Regions from separate parts of the Gossypium hirsutum genome. Here region 1 is linked to region 2. A link is a contact called in public Hi-C data. All regions are on one chromosome and are shown on one strand. The core of a region is the stretch at or near the end of the contact, and the rest is flanking DNA. Distances in the headings are between cores, read along the strand shown. Region 1 holds the start of LOC107939370 (transcription factor DIVARICATA). Region 2 holds the start of LOC107899036 (acetyl-coenzyme A carboxylase carboxyl transferase subunit alpha, chloroplastic-like).

Region 1 (6,701 bases), core at 3,628-6,127, 470 kb before region 2:
TTTTTACTGTTTTGTTGCTATTTTCTTTTTCTTTTTTTTACTATTTTGCTACAAATTTACTATTATGTTGTTACTATTTTGTTGTTATTGTTTAGATATTGTATAACTCTTATTTTATTGCTAATTTTGTTACTATTTTAGAGGCATTTGCTTGTTAAGTTGCACTTTAGTGTTATTTAAGTATACATATTTTTTAATTTATTTTCAGTTTGTTGGGAAACATTTATTTTAATGTTTTTAATATTTTTGATGTATTATATTTTTTTAAAATAATATAAAAAATTTAATACGGGCGGTCCGGGCTTGGGCAAAATTTTAGGCCGATTTTTGGGTCGGGTCGGCCTAGCAAATAGGCCTAAAATTTTGGTTGAGCCCGGCCTGGCCCATGAACACCTCTACTCAATACTGAAGAAGTAGAACTAATGCCAAATTAGAGGTGTTCATGGGCCGAGCCGAGCCCAACCAAAAATTTTAGGCCCATTTGCTAGGCCCGGGCTCAGCTTAACCCGAAAAATGGGCCAAAATTTTTACCCAAGCCCGGCCAGGATAAAAATGCTAAAACTTGGGCCCAGCCCTGCCCTCCCATATTAATTTTTTAATATATTTTTTAAATATATATAATACATCAAAAATACTAAAAATATTAAAATAAATATTTCCTAACAAATTGAAAATAAATTTTAAAAAGTATGTATACTTAAATAATACTAAGATAAATGCAACTAAACAAGTAAATGCCTTTAAAATAATTACAAAATTAACAATAAAACAAGTGTTAGGCAATATCCATACAATAACAACAAAATATTAGTAATATAATAGTAAAATTGTATCAAAATAAGGAGACAACAACAAGAAAATAACATTAAAACAACAAAAGATAGCTTTTTTTTGTCCTTTTGTGAATTCGGGCTGAGCTCAGGCAAAAATGGCTTACCTGATGCCAGACCCATTTTTAAACAAGTATTATTTTTTTGTTCAAGTCTATTTTTCAGGCCTATATTTCTATTCAAACCCTCTCACTTTACAAACGGGCCGGGTGAATAAGTCTATGTCAAATCGAGTTTAAAATCAATTATTCCGACTGTTATTAAGGGTTAATTAACGTATAATTCAAACTGAAATAATCTGGACAAAATTAAATATCTACCTTCTAAATTCAAATAATAATAGTAACAGAGGGAAAGTAATCAGAGTTTTCAATTTGAAGAGGAAAACAAAGAGAGCAGAGTGGGATCTGTGCGGTCCCAAAAATACCCAAGGGCTTAAAGAAGCTGAGGGCATTTTTGATTGAAAATTTTAGAATAAAGTGACCGAAGTGCTTCCCTATGCAACTTGCAAGAAAAGAAGGTGGATGAACAGTTAATTCATCCAACAGAAAATAAAAAAAAGTTTATTTTACTTTATATATTGCTGCATGCTGCCTTTAAATTGTTTGACAAGTTGGTGGGACCGAAATTTATACATGCATTGTGGTAGCAATACGGTGGCCACCGAGGTTTTCATGAAGCTTGCTGGAACAGCAAAGAACAATGGAAAAGCAGGCATAATGAAAAAAAAAGAAGAAAAAAGTAACCCTTTAGAAAAAGTAATACGGGTTACAGATCACATCAGGATCCCTCACTGCACTAACCAGGACCAAGATGCTTACAAAATTTTTAGTGCTTTGACCCAAATGAAAAGCCATGGATACTACTATTATTGTTATTATTATTTTCTTTTTGCAGGTATCTTTGAGGTCCATCCTGAAGAAAAGGAAAATGGAGACAAAAGATGTGGTCGCATATGATCTGGTATTCCTAAATTCCAATTCCAAAATCCCACCATATTAGAAGAAGATAGATGAGAATGATTGATCTATGATGCTAAGATTCCTTCACTGACCATTAAAAAAAATGGGAGTGGGAGGGGGGGGGGGGTTTGAAAAAAGAATCAGGGAGTCTTTGGCAAAAATAATCAGTTTAAAATCAAAGTGGAATGGAAGAATGAGATGCTTTGATTAGTGGTTCTTAACCTTGGATCAGTCAAGATTCTATTATCAACATCAGTCAACTAATTAAACTACCATTTACTTTCTTTTTTTCTTTATTGCCAACAAGGAATTTGCTATTAAAATATAAACCCGAATTTGCCAAAAAGACATCACCATTAAGCACAGTCATTAAACTATATCTTTAAAAAAGCATGCATTATGAGTCAGATAAATCAACATTTGACATGGCATATTGCTCAAATCACCTGCTTCCACTTTGGCCATATATCCTTTTAAACCACAATATAATTTCATTACAATAGCCTTATTAACTGCTTCAGTGCAAACTCATAAGCAACAACAAAATAACCCCTTGTGGCTAAAACACCAAAGCTGATCCATGGATTTCTTCATGTTGTCCCAAGTTAAGGTGCTGAACATCAGTGTTTGAAGCAAGGAAATATGAATTATTTCAGGCTCATATCAAATTTTAAGCCTCTATAGTACAGTCTGTCATTTTGCAGAGGACTCGGATCCACATGGTGGTATCTATAGAACACACACAATCAATCTAAGAATAACAGGTTACAACAGATGATGCAGACACACGACTAGACTAGAATTAACAAGAGCCCAAGCTTCATGTAAATAAGCTTTTATCTTTTTGGTTCAATGATTCAGAATTTGAATGATAAATCACAAAACCACCTAACTGATCTCTCTTTATAGTGGAAACTATGGACTAAAATGCATCTCCAAGATATACACATCACTAGTAGGCTTCATCTTCATCTCTTTTAACTAATAATAATACCTTGAGAAAAGTCTTCCCACATTATCACTCAGTTTATTGATGTTGTTGCATTGACTGCATCTGGAAAAGAGTGTTGTAAGATCCGAATTGAGATCTGGGAAGAGTTTCTCCAAGCAAATTTTGTTCCTCCAGCTTGGGTCCGTATGATGAAATCCCACAGAAGGGGGGCAGGAAAGCATTGCAATTACTCGTCCGGTTGAAAACCATAGCTGCTCCATTTTGTTGCTTCCATTCAAAGTCGATCTCTTTAGTTGTGGCTAGTTTAGCTTGCTGCTGTGCCTGTATGACTGCAGAAGAATCACTTGAAGACGAATGCTTGCAGTGATCCGGTGACGAAGAGGGAGTATCAGGGACGTTAACCGTTGTGATATCATGGATACTGGACCTCCTCTTGTCTTTCCCCCCGGTGACCTGCCTGATGAAGTATTTCTGAGCATGACTTGCCACTTGAGTCGGTGTTCGGGTAGTCACGAAATTGCGTGAAATATTTCTCCAATCCCCTTTACCGTACTTTTTAAGACCCATTAAGAATTGCCTGTCATTAATCATCAAGTCAAACATCATAAGCCGCTAGGAATAATGCTGAAAACCATTGAACGGTACAGAATTTGCACAACCAAGAAAAGCGACATGCACCAACAAAATATACACAGTGTTTACCAACCAACCACATTGTCAACATTCATAACAATTGCAAGATTCAAACAGGAAACTCCATTGATACCTGATATCCTAAGGACTGATCATAATTGTCAAATATATAAAGAACCAAAAAAAAGGGCTAGCAGTTACCTGTGTTCTTCTTCAGTCCATGGCACCCCTTTCTTCCTTTCTTGATCAGAAGAACGAGACCCAGTCCCTCTTTTACCAGGAGTGTAATAGTGTCTAAATCCATCGAAGCCTTGACTATCATTACCCCACTCCAATGTAAAAGAATCACGGCTATATCCAGGGATTGGAATCAGGCCAGCCTCTATATCACTCACATCTTCTTCCAATTCTCTGTATTGCTTGATGACATCCCCAACTGTTTTTCCAGGAATCATAGATGCCACCTTAATCCATCGATCAGGGGTATCTTTATCATATAAAGCCAAAGCATTTTCAAAGCACTTGTTCTCTTCAGGCGTCCATTTAGTACCTTCACTCTCTTGAAACAACCAATTGGAAGTGTGTAAATAAGAGGCTGGAGAGAGAATTTCAAGTCCCCTATTCATTTGTTACTGGTTACGTAAACTGCCAAAGATGATTTGCCCGTACGCAAAAAAAGAAAGAAGAAAACTATGCTTTTCTCCCTCTTTGAATGAAATTGTTCAAAGAGAGAGAAAAACCAAATTAGAAAAATGCAGAGAAGTATGGCTGTTTTAAATTAGCAACGAAATATCAAATCATAAAAACATTAAAATGGATTCGGTACCCTTTTTCACACAAGATTAAGTTGAGGAATCTCAAAAAAGTGAACTTTCCAAAACCCAAGGAAAATTCGAGAGCTGGTAGAAAAAGAAAAAGAAAAAGAAAAAGCAGATCTTTGCAAATATAAATGAAAAACCCTAGACATACATAGTAGATCCAAAATTGCCTACTACAATTACAACTAGAAAATTGATATAGAGATTAAAATTTAAAAACCCAGATCATAGATTTAAACACAAACTGGAAAAAAAAAAAAAGAACGCAGTAAATCGATGAAGAAAGCAAAAACACTAAAACAAAACAAAGAAGGTTCTAAAGAATTGGAGAGCTAAAAGTTGGGGGAAATCTTTAGCAGTTAATATTTTGTTAGGAAGGTAAAGCAAAAGCAAGAAGAGGAAAGAGAGAGTGCATGATAGAAATGGATTATAAGCACACTCTTTTGAGTTATATTTTGTACTGCTTACAAAACTATGAAACAGAGAATGATGAGACTGAAAGTGAAGGCAGAGAGAAAGAGAGGGGTCAAAGCTGCTAACTCGTGATTGGTGTTGAAGAAAACGGAGATTGTGGGCGCTACTGTGGCCAAAGCAACGCTATTTTTCTCTAAAATATTATGAGGGAAGGGTGATGGCCAATCAGAAGAGAGATATCGACGGACATTTGGCTTGTTGGTGAATGAAATTGGATGTTTGGTTTTCTGGTCTTTTTATTTGGAGAAGACCAATATTGGCACGTGAGATGTTTGTCTTTCGTGTCATCCAAATTTTTAATGGGAGGTGAAATGTGCTTTTTCATTACAAAATTAGTAGAGAAATTTGATTTTTGAAGTTAAAAGTATTATAAATATTATTTTTTGAGAAATTATTAATTGATAGTGGAATTTTTAGATTTTAATAAAATATTGATAAATATTTTATAGGAGTATAAAAAAAATACATGTCAATATTTTAAGGTTATTTGTGGAATAAAATAAAATACATTGTAAATATACAGAATACTCACTTTTATTTTTTACCAAACACAAAAGTTGAGATTAATGTATATAAGAATTATCAAATAACTTTATTCATATTAACTATTTAAAATATATATAAGAATTAGATTAATGTATATTTAGTTAAAAGGATTTCTTTATTCTCCCAATTTTGAAATTGAGCAAATTGATCGCTCTCAAAAAAATTAAAGCAATTTAATCCTCGTCAATTTTGAAAGTGAGCAACTAAGAACAATTAATAATAACGTTAATGTGTTGATTGCATTTTAGCTCAATTAACATAGACATTGTTGTTAGTATAGGAAGACGTGGGTTCGAGTGTGCTGAAACATATTATCCTCCTATTTAAAGGTAGGGGATGGGCTATAGGTAGTTCTAGGCACTATATTAAAAAGAGCAGATAAGATTGAAACCTATAATGAGATTGTTTAAAAAAATAATACTAATGACATTTATGTCATCTGTCAATTGTAATACTTTGATTGATATAGCAACAAAATTAGCCTTCGATGTTTACATATTTTGTCATTTAGTCTTAATTCTAAAAAAATCAACAAATTCAGCCTTAATTTACACAAATGTAGTGAGACAAATTTGATAAATTAACATCAAATTAACAAAATATGTAAACTTTGAGGGCTAAATTTCTTATTACCAAATCAAAATCAATTTCTTTTTTATGTTTGGTTCGATAAAACAAGTTTATTAATGTAAAATAATGTACAAGTCAACTTTTAAAAAAAACAAGTTTTTATTGTAAAATTTCTTATCATTTTGTTTTCTGCAAGACATTGTACATCATAACCTTCTCTACTTTCTCACCTACTCTAGAGAATAAATCTTTCCTTTCTCTCTTTTTGTAACACCCCTAACCCGTTTCCGTCATCGGATTAGGGTTGCGGAGTATTACTAAACAATCAGAAACATTTGAAACTTATATCATTCAATATTGTAATCACATCATAAATTATTCATACACATGCATATAGTCCCCGAATCGAGCCCTCAAGCACCTAAAAATAGTCTAGAAACAATTTGGGATCAATTTGAATCAGTTTGGAAAGTTTAGGAAAAAGATAAAAAATCTACAAAACAGGGGTCACATGGCCATGAGGCCAAGCTGTGTGCCTCACACGGCTGAGACACATGCCCATGTCTTGGGCCATGTAACAATCGAATTAGGGACACATGGTCGTGTCCCAACCCGTGTTCCCACCCGTGTAACTCTTTAAGTAGGGTCACACTGCCGTGTCACACGCCCGTGTGCTAGGCCGTGTAACTCATTGACTTGCACCCTAAATAATTCATCAAATGACACATGGCCGTGGCGCCAGGTTGTGTGTCTCACATGGCTGAGTCACATGCCCGTGTCTCAGGCAGCGTGGACCTAAAATGAACCTTAAACAACAAGTTTACTAATTCAAGCTTACTTGGACTCTAAGTAATCTATTTAATAGCCAAAAGACCTAATTAAAGTGACATTAAACAAGCTAAAACCATGCTAAATC
Region 2 (7,110 bases), core at 2,091-4,590:
AATTTTATTAATATATTATAACATGATTCTCGATGAAGAACAACTGTTAGTGGAACTCACATCCATTGTTTCATTAATTGCGGCTTTTATTTGTTGTGAAGTCCAAGCTGGATCTGCATGGGCACCACCCAGTGGCTCCTGTCAAAAGTAAACAATTGTCAGATGCCATAGAGATTAACATGAACTTCCAAAAGGAAACGACAAATCTGGAGCAATATTCAACCATTAAAGCTGTTGAAAGGCAAATACTTTGAAAACCAAATACAGCATTTTCATCAAACATCAGAGATAATATGCTAAGGATGGTAATAAAATGGTTTCAGTAATCAACTCTGTAACAGAGATAATATATGGTTTCATTATCATATATTTTATCTAGAACTAGGAATGGAGAAACCAAAAAAGAAAAGGAAAAGAAGAAAACTAATTAATTGAAGGCATGATAGCAACAATGTTAATTACAGGAATGATTCCATCACAAATTTGCAGCCTGCACAACTCTGGGGCAGTAATCCTTAGCTTCTCAGCTGCCTGCATATAGGTGAAAACCTTAAATACTCTTTTTATAAAAGGAAAATCAGTAATAAAAGATAAACCTAAACTGCTTTCAAACCTTAGGCGAAGCTTTTGCAGTCTTCCACAAAATTGCAGCACAAGCTTCTGGACTATACCATTAAAAAAATTAAATTAGAGAAAAAAAAGAAATACCAGCACATGTAGAAATGGTATTTAAAAATGATCAACATATACAAGGAATAAAATACAACCTTACCCAGGTACAATGAGGAAATAAAAAGTTCTAACAAATTGCAATTTCATATATTGTGTGGGTATGGAAGGGCAGATTGTATAGATTTAATTGACATTCAATAAAAACAATATTGGAAAACTCAAATACCTGGCAACATAAAAGACTGCATTTTCCAGCATTAACAATTTATTAGCACAGCCGATGGCCAAGGCACCACCAGAGCCACCTTCCCCAATAACAATAGAAACAATTGGGACCTTCAGACCAAACATGGTCCTCAAATTGTGGGCAATAGCTTCACCCTACATGAACGTAACGCATAAAAACCAGTTGAGCTAACATTAAAAGTCAATTCGGTTCACTTTAGAAAACAATAGTCCTCATACTTGACCCAGCTCCTCAGATTTAAGGTCAGCATAAGCCCCAGGAGTGTCGATAAAAGTAACTATAGGAAAACCATGATGATCTGCATAATACATCATGCGTAAAGCCTTCCTGTAACTGTAAGCATTTCTTAAATATCAGTTATGAGTGACAAAGATTCCCTCTTTCAAACGTAAAATCCAACATGAAAGTTTCATTCAACTTACCCATGGGGCGTTGGCATTCCAAAGTTGCGGTGAATATTCTCTTTAGTGTTTCTACCCTTTTGCTGACCGATAAACATGTATCGCCTATCATCGATGGTTCCTATACCAGTAACAATAGCTGGATCATCATACCCTGATCGATCTCCATGAAGTTCCACAAACTGGACATAGGAGAATATACAAGACATTTATTAAAACAATTCTTCACCTTCTGCACACTGGACATTAAAGATAATTTTGATGGAAATTTGCAGAATTTAAAGCTAAAGGGCATGTAACCAACAAACCTTATCGGTAATGCTAAATATATGATCAAGGAATGTAGGTCTGTTGGGGTGTCGGGCAATGTGTACACGTTGTATAGGGGTCAGATGTCTGTATAAGTCCTTTAGAGCCTGAAATAAATAACAGAAAGGATGAGAAGAGTTAACTGGAAACCACAAACATGACGAAACATCAATATCTTTGACAGGGCATCAACACGAAACAGTGGATGAGCCTTTTTCAAAACATTGAATTAAGCTCCGCCTTTATTACGTAAGGTATCAGGCTTACGTAAAGAAGAATCATAGATTTTGGAGTTTAACAGTATAGAATTTCAAGCAAGTATATAATTGTTCCATGATTGATCATCCTTTGCAATAAGTGAATGAATCCAAAGCCAAAATCAAGAACAATAATAAAATTTTACATAACCAGTAATGAATGCCGTAGCAAAGGCAACAGAAAACTTTTATTGCCCAATATGCAGAGTAGCACTTCCTGGCCTAATATTCAGTTTTCGCATAATTCAATTTAACACACGCATACTCAACTTCACTCTCATTAACAGGCTGAAAAGGTATTGGTTCAGACAGTTATACAAACATATAACTAGAAATTTTATTACTGCATGGAAACAACCAAAGCATTCCCACAATGTCACAAACTTAATACTTATACCTGTTGATACTTATTCTCCAACAATATAATCTGATCACTGAAATCCAAACCAGTTTCATTTGCCATTCTCCTCACCTGCATATGAAACAAGAACAAAAGTTACAGCAATACTGGCATGTTATTATCAACAAAATCAGCAATCACTGAAAGTAAGGAATTACGTCAATCATCTTCTTCTCGATTTCAACAAGGGGCTTCTCAAAATCCAAAGTAACAGGCTTTTGCTTTTCTTTCAAAGGCTTGAAATGGGAGAGATGAGTTAGGACTCCGCCTTTCACGTTTGGATCCGGATCTGCAGGCCATGGATAATCATGCTTCTTCCCTTTCTTCAGCTTTGCAGCTACAGTTGCATCCCTTTTTTTCACGGAAAATGGTGCCTTCCCTAGGGTTTTAAGAGGGATGCCGCTCACGCCGTTACTGGAGCTTCGAAGAAGATCCGAAGCTGAAGTTCCAGTAAATGCAGCTGAAGAACACGCTATCGAAGCCATCACACTCCAAACTTCGATTTCTCCAAACTCTATAAAAAAAAATCCAAACAGTCAAATGTCCAATTTTCAGTCTAATAATTAGAAAAATAAAAAAAGTCAATTTTCTTGAAATAATTTAAACAGTACTGCTAAGTAAGATAAACGAGGAAAAAGTAGCAAAAAGCATAAAATAATAATAATAAAGAAGCTCCTAATTTAGCTTTCCAACGATTACACGAAGTAACATTTTGATCTCTGATTTTTACCAAAAAAAAAAGAAACTCCTAACCAATCCTTCTGAATACTTAGTTTACACTAAACACATATCTGAGCTGAATAAGCACATTTCAAACTGAAAAGAACACAAACTTGAAACCTCATTTCGTTCTTTCCCTCCATTTTCTCAGCAACCAAGCAGATAATCATTCAAAAACAGAATTAAAAGAAAGAAAGCGAGACAAGTAACAGTAACGATAGATGAATCAGCATAGAACAAATTAAATTACAAAAAGAGAAGATGAAATTACCAGAGAGCGAACGAAAAGGAGACGGAAAGAATCGAAGATCTTTGGAGAGAGAGAGAAGATCCGAAAAAAGAAAGAAGAGGCGAAAGAAATAAGTTTGAAAAGGGTGAAGAAGAGAATGCGAGTATTAAATTTTTAAAGAGAAGAAAAAAGAGAGAGAGAGAGAGAGCTTCGTGGAGATCGTCAATCAAAATGCCTTGTTTTACTAATTACTAATTCATTTTAATTTTAACCTTTACTTATTATTTTTTTTCTTTCATGTGCTCATTGTCGATACTTCTTATGTGACAAAGAGGGCAGATATAAAGAGCCAACAATTTTCGGTTAGGCCGTTGAAGGAAAAAGGTGACTTGGTCTTGTTATTCGCACGTGTCGCAACCCATGGGCTCGATTGATTCGATGACCCTTTTTCTTGGGCTCGCCCCGGAGTCCGGACACCCCTTTAAGATTAGATTCCTTTTTTATTAATAAAATCAATCATTTTAAACATTATTTTTTTTAAATAGCTCTCTCACAAAAATTGTTGATAAATTCTTTACTAACATTAATCCAATTAAAAATTATTAAAATTTTATTAATAAATAAAATAATTATACTATGAAATACTTTTATATGAAATTAATAAAAATTTAAATTCATGATAATTAATTTTAAATATTTAATTTTACCCTTTCAACTAAAACATCATTCCATTTTTATTTTAACTTTTAACAAATATATTTGTTAGTAAAATTTCTATACATATTAAGGTGTGTCATAATCTAATATTTATTATTGAATTAATAAAAGATATTGCAATTGAACATAATAATTATTGTTTCCATAATCAAACTAAATTGTCTGGTCAAATCGATTGGATCAAGAATTGTTCAGGGCACCGACCTGAAATAAAATGTTGAATCGGTTGACTTGCAAATTGATTGAACTGACTAGACCGGATTAAAATGCCGTTTAAATAAATTCTTTTTATATTTTAATTATTTATTCTGTTAAACTAAACAAATTAAACCAAAAGCCCACATTCTAAAAATCTTGATAAAAAATAGGGAAAGATGTTGGATCACTTAATAAATAGAACTTTTAGCTAAAGATCCAGGAGGATATATTTATAAAATAAGAAGAATTTTAATACTGCATAGAATGTATGTAAATAAAATATAAGATAATGATATGAGTAATAATTTAGTTTTAAAAATGCGGGGATCATGAGTTGGAGTCTACTTATCAACCCAGTTGATTGAATTCAATTTTGATGCCTAAACCATGGAAGAGTTCATGGGTTCACTTTTTAGCAATTATGACTTCTTCAGTTTAGGGATTAAAATTTAAAATGAAATAAGGGACGCCATGGTTGGGAATGTCAATTGTGTTTGTTAGAGTAGGTAAAATGCAGGGTGATTAGTTGATCCATTTTAGAAAATATTAATAATTAACAAGAGTTGACATTATTTTGTTTCTGTCAAACTACAGAGTGAACAAATTTTGAAAGAGACACGGAATTGCAAAGTTGCGGCTTGTTTCTTCTATTTCGACTCCAACCGTCTCTCCCACATCTTCTCCATTCGTTGCACTTAACCATTATAGTTGTTTACGTCCTTTTGGATGTGGGAGTAAGCTGATTGAGCTTAACAATTGATATAGACCGTCAAATGCTCTGCAGAAAAAAGTGAGCTGTAATGCATGGGAAATGTGTGGGATTACTTTCTACACCAACAACTAATAAGAAATATACTTGGTTACTTGAGAGCAGAGCATATGCTCATGAGATAGTATGCCTCTCTCTTTTTCATCTTCTTCATTACGCTAAACAATGAATAAAGGCGAAACCGAAAACATCATCATCGTCATCTTTAGCAAGTTATATGTGTCAGCATCCTTTGCACGTGCTGAGTTACCCCGCATAACGGACGTCGAGCCGACTGCCGAGCCAAATAAAATTGAAGTCAAAAGGGCTTTAGGGTTTGACAATTAAAGTTACCAACGAGTTAAGGGTCTATGTTTACTACTTTGAGAATCTAATTGACTGGTTTGTGGGCAATGGAGGGCTGTTGTACCATGAGGTACAGAATCCAAGCTTTGCGCTGTCCACTGCGTCAACACGGTGTTGCAAGGACCTTTCTTCTCCGAGTTCGATTTAGCGGCGCTGGCTTCCTATCTTGACACCAAGGAGCGCCAAATGATGTTCCAAGGCACTCCGCCGCCTCCCGTGGCGATTTCCTCTCTGAGGATTCCCACAATGTCTCCCCGGCGGCGATTTCAGTATCCAGGTTCTTCTTTCTCTTTATCCTTTTCCGTTGCCCAAATTGGTGTAGATAATGGTAAAAATCTATAATTAAGTATGAAAAATAATGGTTTCCTTGTTGAAAATATTAGAACAATTAGTTGCTCATAATGTGGAAAGATCGAATAAGAAAAGAGTTGGGAATTTCGGGTCATTTTTTGTATCTAAGATTAAAAGAAAAAAGAGTTTTATTTTTTTTTGGTCATATAATATCATAAGCGTTGAACGTTTAGTTCTTCTGAAGTTTCAGTAACTAGGATTAGCTATTCAGCGACAGAATTTGTTAGATGAATACATGGATGATTTGAATGTTTCAGTCAGTTTGCTTTTGGTATTGGGTTTTACTTCTATTGACTTCAATATTATGATTGTTTCCATAGGTTAAAATTCGAACTTCCTGTTTATTTTCTTTATGTTTTGAAGTAGATAATTTCATATTAAGTTTCTATTTGTGTCCTGTTAGATAAACAAGCATGAAGCATCCCAAAAAGTTGGGAACAGTATGCAATTTATATGGCACTATCCAACTATGTGTTTAACATGGAATCCATTTATATCTTCATTTCATGCGAACTGAATCCATTGCATTTTTATGTTTTATCCAGTGGTTTTCGATTATATCATCTTGGCCAACTTGCCCTTAGATGCACGTATGTGGTGAGTACAATTCATGTGGTGTGAACGCTTGAAATCTACATGCATATTTTAAATGTATATGCATCTTTTATTCCTGGATTACAGATTGCATTCATTATGTGGATGCAATTGGTACTACTTCTAGTCAAAATGTTAGCCTCACTTATCTGGCTTTCCAATATAAGCCGGATTAGTACTGTGAAACACTTTCTTTTAGTGTTCTTGTTGTTGACATGGAAAAAACTTGTACATTCCCAAAGAAGTATGCTTGTCAACTGAGGCAGGATATTCAATATCTCATGCTTTAATATGCTCATCCAGGAAATTAAAAATGAAAAAAGAGAAGCATCTTTTTTTTATCGTAGTGAAACACATGAGAATCTCAAAATATATTTGAACCAAAAAAAAAAAAGAAAAGAGAGAGAATCTAGACATGTACATTACTTCTGGCCTATTACTATTCTGTTGTTATCTGGTGGTGATTTGGGTGCTTATCAGGAAGTTGTGTAGGATAAGACATTCACCATAAAAAAAAATTATGATAAAATTGGTAAATTCTGTTTATGGTATTCTTCAATCTTAGTAGGTTATTGGAATCTACGGTTGGTTTTTACATATAATGTATTATATACATCCTATAGACAAAGAAAAAGAATACAATAGATATGGTAAAAAAATTTCACCTCCATAGACCTTAAGTTTAAACATGTTGCCTACTATGTGAATATATCAAGTGTGAGGTTTGAGGAGCAATTCATAGATATCTGGAGGATATCATTAGGAAGGTTAAGGCTCCGTTTGTTTGCCAGTAAAATGTTTTCTGGAAAATGATTTCTGGAAAATGATTTACTTTTCTGGAAATAATTTACTTTTTTGGTGTTTAGATGAATTCGAATAAAATATTTTCTGTTGTTTAGTA

The links. A called contact is a pair of places that touch in the nucleus more often than the background predicts.
Region 1: a contact with region 2 is called in a Hi-C map of leaf, with 2.1 times the contacts expected there. The contact joins the promoter of LOC107939370 here to the promoter of LOC107899036 in region 2. A contact is called at or near these places in 3 of 34 Hi-C or Micro-C datasets (hypocotyl and leaf).

The regions. Positions count from the first base shown.
Region 1 is chrD04:47,441,732-47,448,432 of Gossypium_hirsutum_v2.1, reverse strand. It overlaps LOC107939370 (transcription factor DIVARICATA), which reads right to left and starts at 4,877. Exons shown (of 2, transcript XM_016872700.2): 1 at 3,579-4,877; 2 at 2,226-3,321. The coding sequence starts at 4,003. The coding sequence ends at 2,820.
Region 2 is chrD04:46,970,515-46,977,624 of Gossypium_hirsutum_v2.1, reverse strand. LOC107899036 (acetyl-coenzyme A carboxylase carboxyl transferase subunit alpha, chloroplastic-like) reads right to left here and starts at 3,340. Exons shown (of 12, transcript NM_001326870.2): 1 at 3,278-3,340; 2 at 2,445-2,800; 3 at 2,284-2,358; 4 at 1,629-1,736; 5 at 1,342-1,502; 6 at 1,138-1,252; 7 at 899-1,053; 8 at 614-665; 9 at 463-531; 10 at 61-138. The coding sequence starts at 2,771. It overlaps LOC107899035 (a long non-coding RNA gene), which reads left to right and starts at 4,863. Exons shown (of 3, transcript XR_001684559.2): 1 at 4,863-5,541; 2 at 6,161-6,212.